Linked DNA regions of Zea mays: region 1 is linked to region 2. The links are chromatin contacts, called in public Hi-C maps. All regions are on one chromosome and are shown on one strand. The core of a region is the stretch at or near the end of the contact, and the rest is flanking DNA. Distances in the headings are between cores, read along the strand shown.

Region 1 (2,895 bases), core at 86-2,585, 180 kb after region 2:
CGAACTCCCGGCCTCTTATACTCGTTCCTGACAATGACGCATTGTGCTGCTTCGTTGCCATGACACCACCATTACTAGATACGTTGTGCTTACCACTGCCTCCATTAGACTTGGCAGCCATGGTGGACTGCACCAAACTGTGGATCTCATTCTTGCTCTGGGAAGCGTGTCCAGTCGGATACCTCGTGCCTCCGTGCTCCCCTGCGTCCAGTAAGTCCTGCTGAACTGGAGAGCCGGTGATGTTCTTTTTGTCCATTAGCACGGAATGTATCGACATCTTGGACGCGACGGCGTACTTGGAGTGTTCCTGCACCGTCTCGAAAGCGAGGTGGCCGACGAGCAGCCGGATGACGTTGTGCTGCGCGAACGCGTCCTGGCACTTGGGGTGGTTGGCAGCGAGCTCCGAGACGGCCCAGGCCACCATGGCCTGCACCTTCATGGGGCCCTCCTTGAGCACCTTGGCGAAGGCCAAGCACACCCCGGCTTGGACCATCTGCTCGACGCACTCCGGATCGCGGCCTAGGAGGCCGATGGCGAGCGCGCAGTTCTCCTGCCCCTCGAGATGCGCCTCCTTGACGAGCTTGAGCAGCGGCGGCACGCCATCTTCCTCTATGATGAGCTTAGAGTACCTGTCATTGTCGCGCGCCAGCGAGACGAGGCTGGCGGCGGCGTCGGCGCGGGCTTCGAGGTTGCCGGTGTAGAGCACTGCGATCTGCTCCCAGATGAGGAAGAGGATGGGCTCGTTCTGCGCGATGGGCGGGAGCCCGATGTGGGCGTCGAAGTCGTCGTCGTCGTCGTTGGCCGAGGAGGAGACGCGGAGGAGCCAGGAGAGGTCGCCGACGGAGTTGTCGAGCTGGTTGGTCATCTTCTTGAAGGAGCCCGCGGGGATGATGGTGAAGACGCGGCGGACGAGGCCGTGCGCGCGGCACTTGTCGACGAGGGCCAGCGCCTTGTCGAGCGCCTTCTCGGTGTCGTCGAAGATGCGGCGCGCGGGGCGCTCGTAGAGGTCGGCGCGCGCGGCCTGGCGGAGCAGCACGGCCAGGCGCTCGACCTTGGCCTTGAGCTCCATGCACTCCTGCCGGAACGTGTAGGCCTCGTCAGACCACTTTATTACCTGCTCGGCAAGCTGGATCGGCCGCGCCAGGATCTGCTTGAGGTCGTCCATCCCGGCCGACGACGCTGCCCCTTCGCCGCGGTCAAGCAACCGAACCGAATGGCGGCCGGCCACAGGCCCTGTCCCAATCCCGCAGCGGGCGGTGGGCGGGCTGTTCGGTCCGGCCTTCCTCCCTGCCTCCTCCGCAGGGTGGGAATTGGGGGAGAATTGGAGGAGGAGGAGGTGAACGGGGGGTGTTGGTGGCAGGGAGTTAATTTGGCATGGTTTTAGTTTTCTGGGGAGGCGGGCCGGGTTGGGCGCGCGCGTGCGTGCGTGAGCTGGCTGCAGGCCACGCAGAGCACGGGACGGCCGTCGCGTCTCGGTGCGCTGCGCCTGCGCTCCCGTTGTCGCTGCGGTGTCCTCCCTGGCTATATTCGCGTGCGTCGATTTTGCGGGTTCTCGCTACGTGGTCAAACGCAGCGCCGGGGGATGGAATCGAATCCATCCGTCGGTTCGGCCGGCAGCGGCAGGGGTGGTTGGACTATTGCCTACCTGGCAGTGTACATGGAGGTGGAGGCTGTGGGTGGGTCTGCTCTGCTGCTCTGGTTAACTAGGGGGCGACGTGCCGGGCTGCTGGTTAGGATATCTTCGTTAGTGAAAGTTTTCGTTTATCTCATTGTTTATTTTAACTTCACTCTCTCCATTTGGCTTTTTAAAACTTCGGTTCGGTTTTTCGGTTTTTAAAAACTTTGGTTTTCTCACTCTAGCAACTTCCTCTATTTTCATCTTTTATATATGTTATTTACAGTCTCCTCTAAAAGATTCTCTTCTCTATATCTTCTTCATCTCCAGCATCGTCATCTACATCTCGTTTTTTATACATACTAGTCGGTTATCTCGTGCGTTGCGACGGCTCACAAAAATACCCACGTAAATTATCCATCAAAAAGATCTCAAATTTTTTTATTCGTTATCTCCACTCTTCGCATAATATTATTTATGAACACACTGGTACCATAGGCAGCAAATCGGAGACCTCATCCCTCGTCTCCCCCACTTTCAAGGTTTCATAGAGCAGGAGGGGAAGGGAAGAGGCGGGCATACATATTCGTTGCCGGAGAAGGACACGACGAAGACCTGGGCATCTAGAGGCGACATAGGTAGTATACCGCTAGATATATAGAGAGAGATCACGCATGCGGAGAAAGAAGGCCAGCCGGAGCAGCTCCAAACCAAGAGGCACTCGTGCCAGGCGTCAGTCCAAGAAGGACAAGAAAATGCGAGTGTCTTCCCAGCCCTGGACCCGCCGAAGCAACACAACACCACCACAAACTCCGTAGCATATGCCGACTGCTTCCACGCTACGGACCTTAGTTGTCCAATATCTCAGACCTAGAGTCCTCATCGCTAAGATAACCTAAGAGTGGCAGGCGCCACCATGTCCTCGACGACACGCATGAAGAAAGGCCAGGAGCATGACCAACTCGTCCCGTACCCGAGTTGACGAGCGTCGGTTGGCTCGTGGTTACGACTGTGGGCGGGGCAGTAGGTTGGGGTGGAAGAACAGGGCGAAGGTAGGGAAGACGAACGGGACGTCCGACGACAACGAAAATTATGGTGCGCACATGATGTGAAACGTCCTCGTGGACGTGCAATAGCCACTGCGCGAGTCGGTGTCGGGGCTAGTGTTAGACGAATATGAGGAGGAGGCGTCTGCTCCTACGCCCTCTGTCGAGAATGGGGTGGCGCGGAGGTGGAGGCATGAGGGGAGAGAGAAAAGAAGTAGAATGGCGACCGATGTG
Region 2 (2,901 bases), core at 374-2,873:
AGGGGCCCTTGGTCGCCTTCTGGCTGCACACAGAGATCAACCGTGTGGCCGTGAGATTCCAAGCTTTTCTCGAGCTGTCCATGGCCATACATGGTGGGGAAGGAACAAATGCGGTGCAGGGCAGCAAAAGAAGCATGGCGAACAATTTAATTAAAGCGCCTCCTTTCGCCATCCCAGTTTGATGCTTCGTTCTCTCTTTACCTGCTGGACGTGCCAGCGCGAGGCGGGCAGAAGGTGATGGAGTAGTCGGTGCCGGTGCAAGTGAAGGTGGAGGTGGCGTCGTCGTAGGCGTAGCTGTAGGAGCGCGGGCACGCCGCCTTAAACATCTGCGAGTAGGGCGAGGGGTGGCACGTGTCCGGGTTGCCGAACTGGCCGCTGCAGCAGTACTCGGGCGTGCCGAACGCCTCGCACGCGCTGCGGCAGGCCTGGCCGCCGGCGCGCAGCTCCACTGGGCACCGCTCGTTGAGGTCCACCAGGCAGCCCGTGACGGGGCAGCCCGGCGCCGCCGCCTCCACCACCATGGGCAGGTTGTAGCCGTCCACCAGGCTCACGTCGTAGTAGTCCTTGCCCCCGCCGCCCAGCGTGAACTCCGCCAGCGTCGCCGGCGGGGTCGCGCCCCTGCCGCGGCACTCCACCTCGCCCGACCCGCAGTCCCCCGTCGCGCACGCGCCCTTGCCCGACGCGGCGTCGAACGCGCACCCCGTGCGCGCCCAGAACCGCCCCGACCACCCCGGCGGCGCCGTCAGCGACCGCGTCTCGCCGGGCCCCAGCTCGAACCCCGTCGTCTGCAGCGGCGAGCTCCCGGAGTTGGCCAGCAACCCCGGCCACACCGTGCCGCCGCACCGGTTCGTGAACGTGAACGTGATCCCGCCGGCCGCACCTGCACGCGCAATGCATCCGGACGTAATTAAGCCGTTGCCAGAGAGCTCAAACCCAGGAAGCTAGAAAGAATCCACCATTGCCAATCACAGTGCCTGCCTACTATACCTTGAAAGAATGATAGGATCACGAATGACGACAGACTGATCATCAAAGAAGCCATCGTCGGACTCGATCGAACCCAATTTAATTTACCCAACAAATTAAAATTGAATGTATGTATGTATGTATGTATGTATGTGTCAAAAAAATGTGACAAGGCTGACCGAGAAGTTGTTGAAATGGCAGTTGCGGTTAGCTATATGGGGGTAAGCAGTGCAGTGGCGGTTAGGGGGAGGAAGAAGGAAGTGGTGGTGAACGGCACGGGAGGGGGGTTGGTTAGCTAGCTGGTGCATTTTGCGCGGACCTGGCTGGGCATTTATATAGATCAAGATCACGATGACGTTATCGAGCTCCTTCTGACGTTCCTCATAGTGAGCAATAATACGACGCATTCGTAACCATGGATAATTATTCGTAGGGTATAGATATAGTGGAATTTTGTTATCCACGGCTAGGCTACAGTTATAGATATAATAAGGTATCCACAGGTAATATGGATATTCGGTATTTGTACCTGTTATCCGATGGGTATCTGATGGATATTCGGTATCCACAGGTTCCTCGTAGTGATGGGTATTTGATTTGATGGGTGCTAATACAATATTGTTGTCTGATGAGTCGGAATAATGAAATTATTGAATTATGATACAATTGTTGTTTAGTGCTAAATGCTGGAATTATAGTGGACTGGCGGATATAAGTATGGGTAGCTCCAAAAAGCTCGTTCCAGATATTTGAGCGGCGGGGTACGGTCCTCGCGTGAAAATGATGTGCTGATTTCTAACAGCGACTTTACAGATTGCTACCTACCTACGGTTACATTGGAATGCGTTTCTTTGTTCTTGTTGGTTTTCCTTTGGAAGCAAAGCAAAGCAAATCAAAAGGAAGCCAACACTCGCTGCCGTGTAAAGCGCCCAAGATGATGATATCGGATAAGGGATTAGGCACTAAACACCATCTCTCCATGCACGGACCTTTTCCCGGCTTCTGTCACACGAAAGTTTAAAAAAAAAAAAAGAGGAAAGGAGACGTCTCGTGTGCTTGTGTCAGTCAGTCTCCACTGTTGTCGAACTGCATTGGGCAAATTGGCTCTATCTTCTCTCTCATCACAATTCGTCTGTTTGCTTCGCTTGCCGATCCAGGAGGAGAAAACGGGACGGATTCGTCTGTTTGACCTCCACTCCAACAAATAGCCGTGTTCTTGGGCAGGTTGCTGCCTGCCCTACCAGGCTACCACTGCTGTTTGCCATGCCTTGAGGAGCAATAATGCCTCGGCGCTGCTCCATGTGGAGTCCACGCAATCTCCCCATCCTACCAATATGACAGGTCAGCCAAACGTTTACCAGCAAGAGAAGAGTCTACAGGCAGAAAGATTTGGAAGGCACTTTTTCCCCCCAGCTGGATACAAAGAGATTACGTTTGCCATGTCGGCATTGCACATCTGCGCTTCAGAGTGCGTCCTCTTTGTGGCGTGGCGGGGCCCACCGGGGTGTCAGCGTGTTAGTTTTTGGTTATCCGGTGTCTCCATTTCCTTGCTATTCCTGCAATGAGACGATTAGCCTATATATGCATGAATTGCTAGATCTGTTTTACCGTTCGTTCGTGATTAAAAATAAAAAAAAAACGTGTAGAGATTATAGAAAGATCTCGTCTCGCTTATATAAGGGTCCCTCCTAAAATTTACTATCTAAAATATCCTATTTTGTTTTAAGAACTACTCCTAACTGACTGAAGAATATTATATAGACATGATTATCCATATTTAATGCAAGTAATCTAGTTCTTTGGAGTGACAGTGGGGACTAGCTAAAGGACAAATTCTATAAAGGTGCAAGTTTAGTCACTTCTAGTGACCCCCATGGTGATTAAAGGACTAAAGTTTAGGAGGACTCACCCACCCTATTTGGCAGTCCAGGGAGT

The links. Hi-C and Micro-C count contacts between places; a contact is called where the count stands out from the background.
Region 1: a contact with region 2 is called in a Hi-C map of leaf, with 5 times the contacts expected there. The contact joins the promoter of LOC100382347 here to the promoter of LOC103633630 in region 2. A contact is called at or near these places in 3 of 25 Hi-C or Micro-C datasets (ear, endosperm and leaf).

What each region holds. Positions count from the first base shown.
Region 1 is chr7:185,582,586-185,585,480 of Zm-B73-REFERENCE-NAM-5.0, forward strand. It overlaps LOC100382347 (armadillo repeat only 1), which reads right to left and starts at 1,336. Exons shown (of 1, transcript NM_001175094.1): 1 at 1-1,336. The coding sequence starts at 1,165.
Region 2 is chr7:185,404,571-185,407,471 of Zm-B73-REFERENCE-NAM-5.0, forward strand. LOC103633630 (thaumatin-like protein 1) reads right to left here and starts at 1,624. Exons shown (of 3, transcript XM_008655353.4): 1 at 988-1,624; 2 at 202-880; 3 at 1-23. The coding sequence starts at 1,042.